Regions from separate parts of the Mus musculus genome. Here all the other regions are linked to region 3. Evidence: chromatin contacts called from public Hi-C and HiChIP or PLAC-seq data. All regions are on one chromosome and are shown on one strand. Each heading gives the region's core, a stretch centred on a gene start, on an enhancer-like site or on the middle of the called end of the contact. The rest is flanking DNA. Distances are from core to core; before and after follow the strand shown.

Region 1 (4,400 bases), core at 127-2,626, 670 kb before region 3:
GGAGATAAGTTGAAACCACTCTAAAACATAGCTGTTTGCTTCATAAAGTTCTTGGGAGAGTCCATAACTCAAGGACTAGAAAAGGCCGTGGTACTGGCCAGGTCTTTACATAATGATTGGGGACCAACTTTCAAATGTCATTGGGTGACAAATGTGAACTCATATTTTGATTGCTATTCAATTTGTGCTAATACATAAAGAGAAAGAAGCAGGTCTGAAAAGCTGGCTGGAATGAGTTGATGGACTCACCTGATTGGTCAAAACAGTTATTTGTGCTGGAAGAGAGTAACGGGGTGGGGGAAAGGGAGGGAAGGGGAAAGAAGCATTATGTAGTATTTCTTTAGTTGTGAATAGTTGTAGTTTCTATTAGTCTCAGAGAGAAGAATTCAACTTTAAAACTCTGGTTCTGAGCAGCCAGGGGAGAAAGCAATTAGAGGGAAACAGGAAATTATAACAAACTGTTCAGTGGCGGGAGACAGAGTGAACAATGCAGTCCTTAAAGGGTTTTTTCCTGTCAGGATAAACAGCTCTTTCTTGTGTTTGGTTATACTTTAACCATGATACAAAGGGAGACAGAGAACTGGTAATCTGATACCAAAATTAATTTCTGGAGTGATAAGGATGGAATTTAGGTTGTGGAAGGAACCACATTTAAAATTCTCCAGTGTGTATTTTAAGGTAAGGTGAGAGAGTGGTTTAGGGAAGAGGTCGTTGGATATGGATTCTGAAAGTCATGCACACAGACTCTGATGCAGTAGGAAGTGAGAATGTGTGTACAGAGAACAGCTTGTGTATTTTATGGACGAATCACCTGTCAATTAAGAAAACCTACGGCCTATAGAAAAGGGTAGACTAGAAGGTGGGACAACTGGTAGGCAGAGAGGATTCTGGGAAAGAGCCAGGTGTGGGAAGAGTTGCTGGGGAAGATGTGAGGAGGACAGATGAATGATACCTGAGCAGAGGTGACCAGCCACATGGCAGAATATAGGCTAATATAAGTGGGTTATCAGAGAAGAGCCTAGCTATATGGCCTAGATATCTGTAAATATATTTTGAGTCTGAGTGGTTATTATGGGAGCTTGGAACCAGGAGGAAAAACAAACACTTTAATAGATGACACCCAATGTGGGGCATGTTATCCAGGTTTAGAGCCTGAGAAGCCATTGGGAAGGATGGTTTAGCATACTGCTCTGTGATGGTGGGCAGGCTGCTCCGTTTGGTGTGGTTGGCCACAGAAGCCAGTGAACAGTGGAGGCAAAAAAACATGAAGAGGCTGAGTATGGAAATACAGGCCTCTTATCCCTCCAAGGTGCACCATGGCCATCTTCTAGGGAGAGCAGAGGCCTGTATGAGGCAGTAGAGTGAGGAACCAGAGCCTCAAGGCACAGCCCCACAGGAAACACTTCTCATGTTGCATGCTGCTCTGGGGAGCCAGTGCTCTGCTGGGTGGAAGGTATGACTCATGCTGAGGCTTATGGGAAATTCAGCACCCCAGTCCAGGCCCACTGAGCCCCCATCCTGATGCTTGATGACAGGTGGCAGCCCAGCCAAATGTGGCAGGGCAAGTGGGCACCAAGAATACCCATGGGTGCCCTTGGGTGAAGGCCTGAACCCTCACAGAAGCACAGCAGGTGGGAGTGGCCTGTCTAGAACTGGCAGGAGGCAAAGCCAATGGGACAACCTTCTGAACTGAGCTGAGAGGGTGGAGCTGGCCACTACAGATACATGCTAGTCCGAGGAGCCTGGAAATGTGCAGAAGGACAGAGGAGCACTTACCCTGAGCTGCAATAGGATTGAAAAGCCACAGACATCTGAGCAGGTAAGGTATTGAGTTTAGAAAACTATAAAAGAGAAGGGAAACTGAATTAAAAAAGAAAGAAAGAAAGAAAGAAAAACTATTTGGTTTAAAGATAAGAGGGTGAAGTCCTTAAGAAAAATTTTAGAGAATAAAAAAAAAAGAAATATATTTTCTATGTCAAGAAAATGGAAACACAGGGACTTCCGGGGTTGGTCAGAGGAAGAGAGGAAGCAGGAGAAGGGTTTTTTGACAGAGACAGGGAAAGGACAAGATCTGGCTACTAGTGTCTCCCAGTTTAGATAGTGAATCTGCCAGGATTTGCCACAGGAGGATTTACATTTAATAAAGCTTACAAGATTAGAATTCTCGTTGTTGTAGTCAGTGATTGAGTTACCATTGTTTCTGAACTAACTTTGTGTTGTTTTCCTTCATGTGGTGGCTCGGCGGTGTTCCAGAGAGAGAGAAAGGTATGGCAGCAAAGCATGGGTTTGCCTGATGTGTCCCCCAAAAGGATGTAGGAGTTTTGAAGCACGGGGCTGGTGTGGTAGTGACCTGCCAGTGGGAACTTATCTGGGTGGAGAGATTTTGGAGCTCTGAGTCAGAGAGACTTGCCCACCAGTGCTTGACTGGCCATAGCATGGCAAGGTTCCTTTTTATTGCTTCCCACAACATGTGGTAAACCAACGTGTTAGGCAAGAATCCACTAGAAATTTAAGATTATTAGCCTGAGAGTTAGAGTTTTATTTTCTAAGTGAGAGAAAGGTGGTGCTGGGATGATGAGTCATGTGTACTTAAGCGAGGGAGCCTTGAAACAAACAAAAAAAAAAAAAAAAAAGAGGGCTCTGAGGTCCCCTGCTGTGGAAAGAGACAAGATGGCTGCTCTGAGTCAGAGAGCTGGAGAATGGAAGCTGCCTTTATCTTGGGGCAGATATTGATTTAACTGTGAATTTATAACATTGGGATTATTTGCTTTTAGGATAGATTTATATACAGATTTTGTTTAAATCATGTGGGGAATTTCACCTGTGGTTCAGAGCTAGGATAGGGAAAATTAGTCACTGACTCCAAGTAGAGAGAGCAGTGATAACTGCCTGCTATGAACAGATATTAATTATTAAAAGTCTGTGACTACAGGTAGAGAGTTCAACAGATAGGTATTATAACAGGTATTAATAAAATAAATGTCTGTGGCTCCAGGTAGAGAGCCCAAGCAATAGATGTTATAACAAGATGGCTGCTCTAGGTGGAGAGCTTAACAAGTAAAAACTACCTGCTTCCTATAGGCAGATATTAATGAAAGTTTGAATTAATTGCTTTAAAGATGGTATAAAGATAAATTGCTCTAACAAGTGTTATAGGATACTCATATTCTGTCTAAAATGGGCTCTACGGGAATTTTGAATTTAAATCCTGGTTTGAATAGCTGCCTGCTTATAATCAAGTATAGACAGAAGTGTGAATCAATTATTTTAAAGATGGCATAGAAAGGTCTTCAAGATACCTAACTCATATTCTCTAACGTGGGCTCCATGGGAACGTTGGGTTATTATCTTGCATGACAAAATAGAAAAAGCCTAAGAATAGGCACATAATAGTATTTTAGTTTGCTTCATTTGTTTTAGATTAATTTTCAAGATGGGTGTGATTTTGAGTTTTGTGGTTATATTATCCTTCTGGGAGAGATGTCAAAATAAAGGTTTTTCTGGTTACTGGCTCAAGCATAAGCTGATTTGGGAGAAAGGTTTTGTCTTTGCATTTTTAGAGAAGGTGATTGGTGTCTATACACCTTCCAGAGTAATATGGATCAAATTTGATAGAGGGACCCCCTCCCCCCCAGGACTAGATTCCAGAGAATCAAACAAAAAGGATATCTTGATGATACTAAAATTTTGTTTTGAGATTTGTATATTACAGACTATACAGCCTTGGTGAGTCTCATCATCAGACATGCTGAACTGACCTGCTTGATCTCCTGATGTCTTGGACTTTCAGCCGGATCCAGTCAGGACACAGACATCAGAGACTGTAACAATCATTGGGGTGGCCTTCTTAAGGCCAACCAACTCCCTCATTTTTTTCTACCCTTCCTCCCCTTCAAAGATATCTCAACGCCCATATTCAGCTTGAAGAAGTTATGAAGAGTTATCATTCCAGTTCCCTGGGCTTTGGGGCTGGAAGTTGTTATTCTAAGGTTGCCTTTCTGGGGAACATAGAAATGGTCATAATTGAAACAGGGAGAATTTATTATTAGCTAGAATTTATTATGTAGCCATGATCTCATTTGGTAGAAATCTTTACAATAGTTACTAAGTTGAGTCATGATTTCTTATTTTGGTACAGGATTAATTTTGATGCAGAATCAAGTTTTCATAGATATAAATTTCTTCTATTGATACAAAAATTCTAAAACTGTAAGGCTTGGACCCAGTCCTTCTATAACTGTTATAATAAACTAATCTGAGATGTTTAAGCCTGTGAGTTAAGGGCCAAATAGCAAATTCATGGCTCTGAGTTTATTGTTAGGGTGTTTTCAGATATTTTAATTAAAAATAGCTGGGGGTAGTTAATGGACAACAGTCCACATTACTTTGCATAGATAGAT
Region 2 (4,464 bases), core at 765-3,264, 550 kb before region 3:
TAGAGACTCTCATTGGAGGACAGTGAAGGCAGAATTCAGGGACAGAAGGGACCCATAAAAGAAAGCAGGAACTTTCCACTGTGATGATAAACCACCACGCAGACAACACATTTTCTGTGAGCTCTGTGTGCTTTGCCTAGAGTATAATATTTGTAGTAACTTTTTCCCTCTAGGAAACAATTTTTTTCTTTAGACGAATTGACTTTATCCTGTGTGTATGAATGTTTTGCCTGCATGTATGTGTGTGCTGGTGCATGGACAAGTCAAAGAAGGCATTGGATTTCCTGCAACTGGAGCTATAACATGTGATCGTGGGAATCAAACCTGGGTCCTCTGCAGGAGCAACAAGGGTTCTTAACCCTTGAGTCATCTCTCCAGCCCCAGAAAACCTTATTTCAAGTAGAATTCAAGTCTGTTGTGTTAGGAACTCCCCAACGCAGACAATTTTTCTATTTTATTTTATTTTATTTTATTTTATTTTATTTGTGTGGATGTTTGCCTGCGTGTGTATATGCAACACACATGAGTCAGACCCCCTTGGAACTGGAATTGTGACTCAAGCATCGTTAGCAGAACCTGCCCTCTTGCTCATCTTGGTTTGCCCTCTTGGAGTTGGTGGCATTTTGGGCTCCTTCTTACTGTAGGCTATCTGGGGGGCACTAACCTTTACATGGTCTGGGTTTTGTACATCAGGCAGGAAGAGGGAGCCTCTACCTTGACATTGCTCACAGTGGCTCGCTCCAGCTCATTGTTGCATCTTAGATCTTTTAACTCCTGAGCCACAGGCTGAGGAGCAAGGCTACTTCTCTTGCAGAAACCTGATGCCATCAGGAGACAGGCCCTTTAATTGTGGGTTGTGAAACAGATGTTCTGTAGACTTCTGGTGGCACATCTACATTCCAGATGAGAGGACCAGGCTTTGGAGAATTAAAAAACTTAAAAAGGTCACATGGCTTATAATAAGTGGAATTTGGGACTGAAGAATCACAATGTACGCACTTAGATATACACACGTATTACTCGTGAACAGGATGGTTAAAGGGGGGTTACTAGGGCTCGATTCTCTGTTTCCAAAAAGACAACTCCATAACTTTGAGAAGTTAAAAGCATCTCCGGGTTGGAGAAAAGAGGGAAAAGGAAGACACAGGTCTCTCTCTCTCTCTCTCTCTCTCTCTGTGTGTGTGCGTGTGTGTGGCGGGGGGTGGGGGGGCTTCTCACATCCACGCATTCAAAGGATGATTCAGAGCAGTTTGGACCTGCTCTACACTGCGCTAGGTTCTCAGGATGCAGCAGAACTGGCTTGAGTTCCTGTGTTAGTCGTTTTGTGGCTGTTACCAAATACCTACTGTGGGTAACTCTAAAAGAGGAAGTGCATATTTTGCTTAGTTTCTGAAGGTTCTCTGTAGCTTAGTGCTTTGGGAACAAACTTTGGGAACTGGAGTGGCTGGCACAGACTGTTCACCTCATGATGGCTAGAAAACAGAGACTGGGATAAGAAGCAGCGGGAAGTGGGGGGGCAGGGGGGGCGCAATATGCCCCCACTGACCTACCCCACTCCCTCTAGCTAGGTCCACCTGAGAAAGTTTAAAGATTCTCCCAAAATTGCCTCACCAAGTGCAGACCTATGAGTCTATGGGAGACCTTTCCTATTGCAACCATGGCTTCTTCCTTTTAATTAATTCATGGAACAGATCAACAAGAGCTTGGACCATAACAGCAGTAATGGCATAGCATAAGAGCTGAGCTCATTTGGTGGGGACAAAGAGCTTTTGTTTAAGATTTGCTGAAGTAGTCCCAGGAACATGGCTTGTGTACTAAATGAGGAATAAGTATTCCTTAAATACATTAAAAGTGTGACAATATATAAATGGTATAAAGTTTGCCATTTTAATCACTTTAAGTGGACTATTTTGTGTCACTGAGAACATCTGTGTTACTGTGTCTCTGGCCACCCCTCTCTACAGCCTGTTTTTTCTCTTTCTGAACTGAAGCTCTGGGCTCATTAACAGTAGTTCCCCATTCTTCTCTCTCCTCAGTCCCTGACAGCCACCTTCCTCCTTTCTGCCCCGTGAGTCAGAGCATGTGATTGGTGTGGTGCCTAATATTCACCTTTTTGTGACTGATTTATTCCACTTAACTGAATGCCTTTAGGTTCTCCATGTTGTGATAGATACTGGGATTTCTTTCCTAATTAAGACCGAGTACATTCCATTGACTGCATACAGCAGACCGGCTCTCCATTTGTCTGTTGCTGGGCATGGCAGCGGCTCCCATCTGTTGCTCTTGTGCATAACACACTACTAACATAGGCATGTAAGTGTATGTTCATGTTTCTCCTTTGGCTGAGCACTCAGAGCTGACACTGCTGGATCGCTTGACACTCTATATTCAATCTCTTGCAACTACCAGATTGCTTTCCAGAATGCCTCCATGTCGCACACCCAGAAGGATCCTGACAGGGAGTGGGAGGAGAGAAAAGGCTGCAGAGGTGTGAGGGGTTTCTCCCACACCCACAGGACTGAAACATCGTCATCTTTGTCCTGTGTGGTATTAAATTTGGGAGCAGAAGTAGACATGGATCTGAGACATTTTCCTCAGATAGGTTGACCAGTTGTTCATGGGAAATACCTCCTGGAATTCTAAGTGTGAATTCAATCTAGTCTGGCAAACTCTGTCATTTGTCCCATGAAGGGTGGCAGAAACGAAGCAAGCTTATGTTAATGGGCTGTTTATATAGCTGTTGGGATAGTGAATTGGCTATGTGTGTGTCTACGTGTGTCTGTCTGTGTGTGTGTGTGCATGTGGTGTGTGGGTGTGGTGTGTGGTACATATGGTGTATGTGTGTGTGTGGTGTGTTTGTGTGCTGTGTGTGTAATGTGTGTTTTGTGTGTGTGTATGGTATATGTGTGTGTGGTGTTATGTGTGTGTAGTGTGTATGTATGGTATATGTGTGTGGTATTATGTGTGTGGTATATGTGGTGTGTGTGTGTGTGGTGTGTGTTATGTATGAGGTGTGTATGTGTATGAAGTGTGTGTGTGTGGTGTGTTTGTGTGCTGTGTGTGTAGTGTGTGTTTTGTGTGTGTGTATAGTATATGTGTGTAGTGTGTATGTATGGTATATGTGTATGGTGTTATGTGTGTGGTATATGTGGTGTGTGTGTGTGTGTGTGGTGTGTGTTATGTATGAGGTGTGTATGTATATGAGGTGTGTGTGTGTTTGTGTGTGTGGTGTTATGTGTGTAGTGTGTATGTATGGTATATGTGTATGGTGTTATGTGTGTGGTATATGTGGTGTGTGTGTGTGGTGTGTGTTATGTATGAGGTGTGTATGTATATGAGGTGTGTGTGTGTGTTTGTGTGTGTGTGTGTTTTTGTGGTGTTATGCCTGGGGAGTGTGAAAACAGTTTCTCGAAGTACTTTGGGAGTCAGGTTGGCTGCAGAGTGCTGCCCACAGAACTCTGCTCTTCAGCTTTGTCCTGGCAGGCAGTTATGTAGTCCAGGAAGTACCTAGCCACTCTTGTTCTCACCTCCTAGCACCTCCCAAGTGGCGAAACTGTCCTGACCATAAGCTAAGTGGGCTGTAGCCAGTGCACTGCTTGAAGGACACAGAAGAAAGGCTGGAGGGTGGCAGAGCAGAGAACATGGCATTTTGGAGCCCCATGGTCCACCCCATGTAAAGGGTGAAGGGAACCAGGGCACCCAGAGATGGAGGGACTCACCAATGGTCAGGGATCAGGGAACAATCGGTAGAACTGGGCTGAGAGTCTGGGCAGACAGTGGAAATAGTAGGGACATTTCTTGTTCTTCTAACTGGCTCTACAGTAGCAGACCATCCCTAGGCCCAGGTGATCTGATGTCTAGTGTTGTTCTGGTGGACCTGGTCCCTTGAGTACTCAGGCATGGCTTGAGGGGTTTGTAGCCCAAGAAAGCTCCATGAGAACCAGATATTAGTGCCACCAAGTGCATGCCATCTGAAGTGGGGAAAGAGGTTGGTCTCGTTCTGGGACTGGACTGAAGTCCTCTGTGCATGTGGAAAAGGCTGCTTTTAGAAGACTCAGAGCTTCCCTCCCTGCTGCCTGAAAAGTTGATGTCATGAGTGACACACAGGGTTCAGGCCTTGCTTCCTGTGTCCATGGAATCGACTGTCACAAACTAGGCACCTTGACACAGTAGACATACATTGATTCGCTCACAGCTGTGCAGGCTCTATATCCAGAGGCAGAGGTGTTGCTGAGCCCCACTTTTTCTAGATGCTCAAAGAGAAATAGTTCTTTCAATTATAATTAGTTAGTTAATTAATTAATTAATTAATTAACTTATTTATTTAGAGATGGGGCAGTCCTATGTTGCCAAGGCTGCTCTTGAACTTGTGGGCTCAGATGTTCCTTAGCCTTCTGAGCCTCTGGGACTCTGGGTGTGTGTCACCATGCCTGGTGGCTTGCCTCTTTTAGTTTCTGCTGGCTG
Region 3 (4,600 bases), core at 1,576-4,075:
CTACAGAGTGCACAGCCAGGAAAGCCAGAAAGACTGACGGGGGGGGGGGGGGGGGGGGAGAGAAAAATAAAGGGGGGGGGGGAAGGATCTCAGATTCTAATTTCTTTTAAAATTTTATTTATTTTTATGTATGTGTGTACACTGTAGCTGTACAGATGGTTGTGAGCCTTCATGGGGTTGTTGGGAATTGAATTTTTAGGACCTCTGCTCACTCAGTCCCTGCTTGCTCCAGCCCAAAGATTTATTTATTATTATACAATAAGTAGACTGTAGCTTACTTCAGACACACCAGAAGAGGTGGTCAGATCTTATTACCGGTGGTTGTGAGCCACCATGTGGTTGCTGGGATTTGAACTCAGGACCTTTGGTAGAGCAGTCAGTGCTCTTACCCACTGATTGAGCAGAGAAAGCAGGGGACATTTGATCCTGGTTTCCTTACAGTTTTAAGGAGAAAACTCCTTAGTTGGTTTTCTCAGGATGCAAAATGAAATCCTGAAAACCACTAGATAAAAGCTACTTTCATTAAATGCTCATGTAATTCTAGATAGACATTACCATAAAAACTAGGTAATACATACTCGTTAAGCCAGATTGTTAGTACTCAGTACTTAGACTCAATAGTGAATAAATTATCCCTATTGGTGCTAAGTATAACTTGGAGAAAATAAATACCCATCCACTTTCGTTCTTCGTTCCTTTGACTCATGCAGTGCCACAGAACTAAGCAAGCAAACTGAGTGTTAATTGTGCAATTAAAGTAACTGTGCACCCTTTTACACATCAAACTCAAAACAAACCAAAATAAAAACGAAAAAACAAACGTTGTTGTTGTCTTGGATTTGGGTTATATGAGTTTTCAACCTCAGGTGATAACTCCACTACCAAGAGAGCTGAAGTGGAGGTCAAGATGTGCGTGGGAGTATCTCCTACGCTTTCCCAACCCTAAACTTTCTAGCTCCTGGCCCAGTTCCTAATACTAGTTCTTCGATTCCGGTATCTACTTGCGCAGATAAATCTTAAAGGGCGACAGAGTAGTAAGTTTTAAAGTATGAAAACAAGCGTCCTGGACATCGGCCGCATCGTGACAGTGCCCATCCAAAATCGGGTTAGGCAGGCTTTCCTTCTCCGCCCTCCTCCCTTCCAGGTCCTCAACCTGGGGACTGGTCCTGTGCTTTTCTCGGTCAAGACTCTCAGGAAGGTCTCCTTGGAATGGCCACACCAGCCGGGTTAAGTTACTAGGGGCAGCAAAAGTGCGGCCTCTGAGCCTTTCCAATAGGACGCAGCCAGTTCCCGGCCTAGGACGCCCCGGGAGGAGGGGGAAGGAAGTGTCGCCACCGAATGGAAGGAGGGCAGCGGGACCCACCTCCCGCTCCCTCCCGCTCCCGCCCGCTCCCGCCCTCGGCCCCACCTCCCCCGGCTCGCACAAAGCCGTCCCCAAGGCGGGGACCGCGACGGACCAGGCCCCGCGCCCCGCGGCTCACGCGGCTCCCGGCAGGCCTGAGCTCCGGTCGAGGACGCAGAGAGCCCGGAGTCCCGGTGCTCCACCATGCTCCCCCACCCCCTTGCCCTCGACAGCCTCGGCGAAGGCCGATCGAGCCCCACGCCCGAGGTGGCGGCCTCCGAACAGTGGGCCGCGCGGTCACCGGACGCGTATGAGCCAGAGACGTCGGGGCGCAGGGAGACCGGCCCAAGTGTGGGCACCCCTTCGTACTCGGCCTCAAAATCAGTCCCCCATTCCCGAGAGGTCCTGTCCCGCACCTGCGCGAGGTGACTGGCCACTGCGTGGGCTGCGGGAAGGAGCGAGGCGCGGGCACACCCACGGACCCGCCATCGCGGCCTGCCCGCTCCTCCGTCCCGTCGGAGACCCGCGCTGGGGCGCACATGCACCCCGGGTCGCCGCAGTGGGGAAGATGGCCGTGTCTGCAATCGCATAAAAGGCCTTTGTTGAGCGCACACAAAAGAGGCCCAGACCGCTTTTCCAGCAGGCCCTTTGGCCTAATCGAAGGAAGTCGACTGAACTTCCAACCGGCCCAGGAAGTCTGAGGCTGGGGAGCACCTCCAGGCAAGGGGGTTAACTACAGGCCTCCCGCCACCATCTGCCAAAACCTCAATCAGTGCCCAAGGGTCCGTTGGTCGGGGCAGTGGGAGCTGAGCTCATTCGTCGGGGAGGAAGCAAAGAAAACCCACGTTTACTTGCAAGGCCCCAAAACGGGTTTTAAACATTCACGTTCGAGTAGGGTCTCTCCCCTGAATCGGGGTAGAAATAATCCGAGAGGGTCTGGATACACCAAAAAGAAAAAAGTAAAAAGAGAGGAAAAAAATACAAAATCAAAATCCAACAATAGCGACTTAAAAAACAAAAACAAAAACAAAAAAAACAAAAACACAACAAACCAGTTGCCATCAGCCCAAAGGGGCAGCGGCAGCCGCCGCCGGCGCGTGCGACCCACTTACTTGTCCGACTCTTGTGACATGTTTGATCCAATGAACTCGCTCCCCTTTTCCTGGAGCCTCAGCCTCTGGTGAAACTGGACTTTCAAGTCTGTGCAGGTGAAGGTGTGTGAGAGCGCCCGAGATGGCAGAACAAGAGCTACAGGTAATTCTGCTTTCGTCCCCCCTCACCACTCTCGCTCGCCCGCTCGCTCGCGCCCTCACCTAGCCGGAAAGGTGGGATGGGGGGAGGGAGCCCTCACATGGGGCCCGCGCTCGGAGGCGGCCCGGCGGCGCGGAGTCCTCCCGGATCGCTGCAATGGGCAGACACAGAGCGCAAAGTGGCGGACTTGGGCGGCCACAGGTAACTTTCTCGCAAGGCGCTGAATTCTTTCACTAAAGGGTACAAGCCCGAGGGCCGAGCTGCGCGGTGATTGGCTGCGGTGCTCCCTCAGGTGAGCTGCCATTGGCAGAGGCGCGCTCAGGTAAGGCCCTTCTCCAAGTGCAGGTCACTCACTGCGAAGTTTACCTGAGTGGAGCGGTGGCACGCTGGAGACTCTGCGAGCTGACTTCTACCCACTTTTGGCTTTCTTCCCTGACTAGGGGCAGGGTAGAGGTGATGGGAGAGACGGAGCGGGGAGCGCCACTACAGACACTAGGTACCGTGGGTCAAACCGAAGGACGACAGAATGCTGAACCCAGAAATCAACAAGCCACCCGGAACCAAATGGCCAGTTCACCACCTGCCACTTGACACTCGCGGGACGAAAACTGTGTGGCGGGCAGAAGAGTCAGGGAACTAGAGTTACGCTATGCTGAGTGGGAAAGGAACGGATTGCCGGGTCTCTTGCGTAATTGCATTGTTAGCATTCTTATCCACAACAAACTCTTCTCCTGCTCTGATGCATAGAAGATAGCAGGTCGTTTTCAGTTTTCAACTAGTCGAGCGACCTTTCCTGAACTGGATCTATGAAGTGCGGCGTGGCTTTAATGGAGAAAGGAGATTCGGTTGAATAGACTCTTAAGGTGGCCCGGGCGCACCTCTTGCATCTCTCCGCAGCCTGGGATTCCTGCGCTGCGGAACAACTACTGCATCTGTTCCATAAGCCTGTCGCCCGTTGACATTTCTAGGCAAGCATCAACATTTACATTGTAATTCAATAGAAGCAGCTACTACAAAGGCTCTTTATCCTTGCAGTTTAATATGGTTGCCAGGGGAACAACGCAGGATGAAAGTGACTTGTTTGTGTGGGTTCTCTTCTGGTCCGGAACAGTGCGAAGTAGCCAGGTGTCATTTATAATCGCTGCTACGAGAATTAAGTATTTGTGGGAGTTCTGACAGGGATCTAGCCCATACATGAGCGTGGTGGAAATACAGGAGGGTATGGAAAGCTTTGCCACATTTATGTCAAGTCAACACTGGAGCACTGGAGCTGTCAGATTTGACACAACTTCTGTATTAAACCTTTGCAGGTCACATGATTTGGGGGAATTAAATTACGGCACTAGGTTTGGTTGTTCTTTATTTCCACTCTTAGCAACTGACTTTAACGATTCTATTTTATTTTAGATAATAACATAAGCACCCATACAGGTACTTTTTAGAAACAATATATTTTTAACACAGTTTGAACACGGTATCCGTGTGCACCTTACTTTCTTTTTCCCTCCTCTAGAGACAGTCACATTCCGCCGATGCCGGGTGGGTGGGCGGGTGGCTCTGTGGCTTGCCCCCTGTTGTGCGCATCTCCTGATGCATCAACGTTGTGGTTTGAACACTTGCTACTCGTTATGAGCTGCTAACTCCTCTACTCTTTTGCTTCCAGTTCCAGCCCCCATCATGGTCCCTCCTCAGGTTAGAGACTAAGAAGTATGTATCTGGTCGAGTTTCAGTGGCAACAGAGAGCACTGATGTAGTGTGGTGGTTTCCTTTTTTACCTTTTGTTTAGTTTATTACGAACCTATCCTGATATGGTTCTATAACAAATCTACCAAGTGACTGTAAAATTTAGTTTCCAAAAGACCAAATATCCCATTCCATCTTCTCCCTGCAAACAAGCCTGCAGAGCTCCTACCCTCCAGATCCAATGGAGATGATCTGTTTTATGGATTGGCTGTCATCCTGGGACACCTTGTCCTATGCCCTGAGTCTTCTTTGAGGATTTACGGT

What was found. Hi-C and Micro-C count contacts between places; a contact is called where the count stands out from the background. HiChIP or PLAC-seq counts read pairs in DNA pulled down with a chosen protein or histone mark.
Region 1: a contact with region 3 is called in a Hi-C map of uterus, with 2.6 times the contacts expected there. The contact joins the enhancer-like site here to the promoter of Grhl2 in region 3. A contact is called at or near these places in 12 of 39 promoter capture datasets (the 3T3-L1 cell line, cranial neural crest, embryonic stem cells and 7 more), 1 of 15 datasets of contacts at CTCF or cohesin (embryonic stem cells), 2 of 484 Hi-C or Micro-C datasets (bone marrow-derived macrophages and uterus), 5 of 115 datasets of contacts at active chromatin or transcription factors (embryonic forebrain, embryonic hindbrain, embryonic midbrain and 2 more) and 2 of 9 other capture datasets (embryonic stem cells and liver).
Region 2: a contact with region 3 is called in an H3K4me3 HiChIP or PLAC-seq map of embryonic forebrain, with 4 times the contacts expected there. The contact joins the enhancer-like site here to the promoter of Grhl2 in region 3. A contact is called at or near these places in 12 of 39 promoter capture datasets (the 3T3-L1 cell line, cranial neural crest, embryonic stem cells and 7 more), 1 of 484 Hi-C or Micro-C datasets (embryonic stem cells) and 4 of 115 datasets of contacts at active chromatin or transcription factors (astrocytes, embryonic forebrain, embryonic stem cells and 1 more).

Annotation. Positions count from the first base shown.
Region 1 is chr15:37,897,052-37,901,451 of GRCm38.p6, reverse strand. Gm35019 (a long non-coding RNA gene) reads left to right here. Exons shown (of 7, transcript XR_383951.4): 2 at 1,536-1,819; 3 at 2,254-2,265; 4 at 3,698-4,400. Among named protein-coding and RNA genes, the nearest start is that of Gm35019, 8.7 kb to the left of the region's middle. Within about 2 kb of position 1,376, at least 10 of the 459 cell types and tissues checked have an H3K27ac peak or open chromatin away from gene starts, as enhancers often do. A contact at or near this core is called in pancreatic cancer cells and uterus, where this site is marked.
Region 2 is chr15:37,784,536-37,788,999 of GRCm38.p6, reverse strand. It overlaps a transcript of Ncald not described here. Among named protein-coding and RNA genes, the nearest start is that of Gm15942, 86 kb to the right of the region's middle. Within about 2 kb of position 2,014, at least 53 of the 459 cell types and tissues checked have an H3K27ac peak or open chromatin away from gene starts, as enhancers often do. A contact at or near this core is called in embryonic forebrain and hippocampal neurons, where this site is marked.
Region 3 is chr15:37,231,261-37,235,860 of GRCm38.p6, reverse strand. Grhl2 (grainyhead like transcription factor 2) reads right to left here and starts at 2,825. Exons shown (of 16, transcript NM_026496.4): 1 at 2,455-2,825. The coding sequence starts at 2,474. It overlaps Gm16136 (predicted gene 16136), which reads left to right and starts at 2,702. Exons shown (of 2, transcript NR_155442.1): 1 at 2,702-2,885; 2 at 3,034-3,940.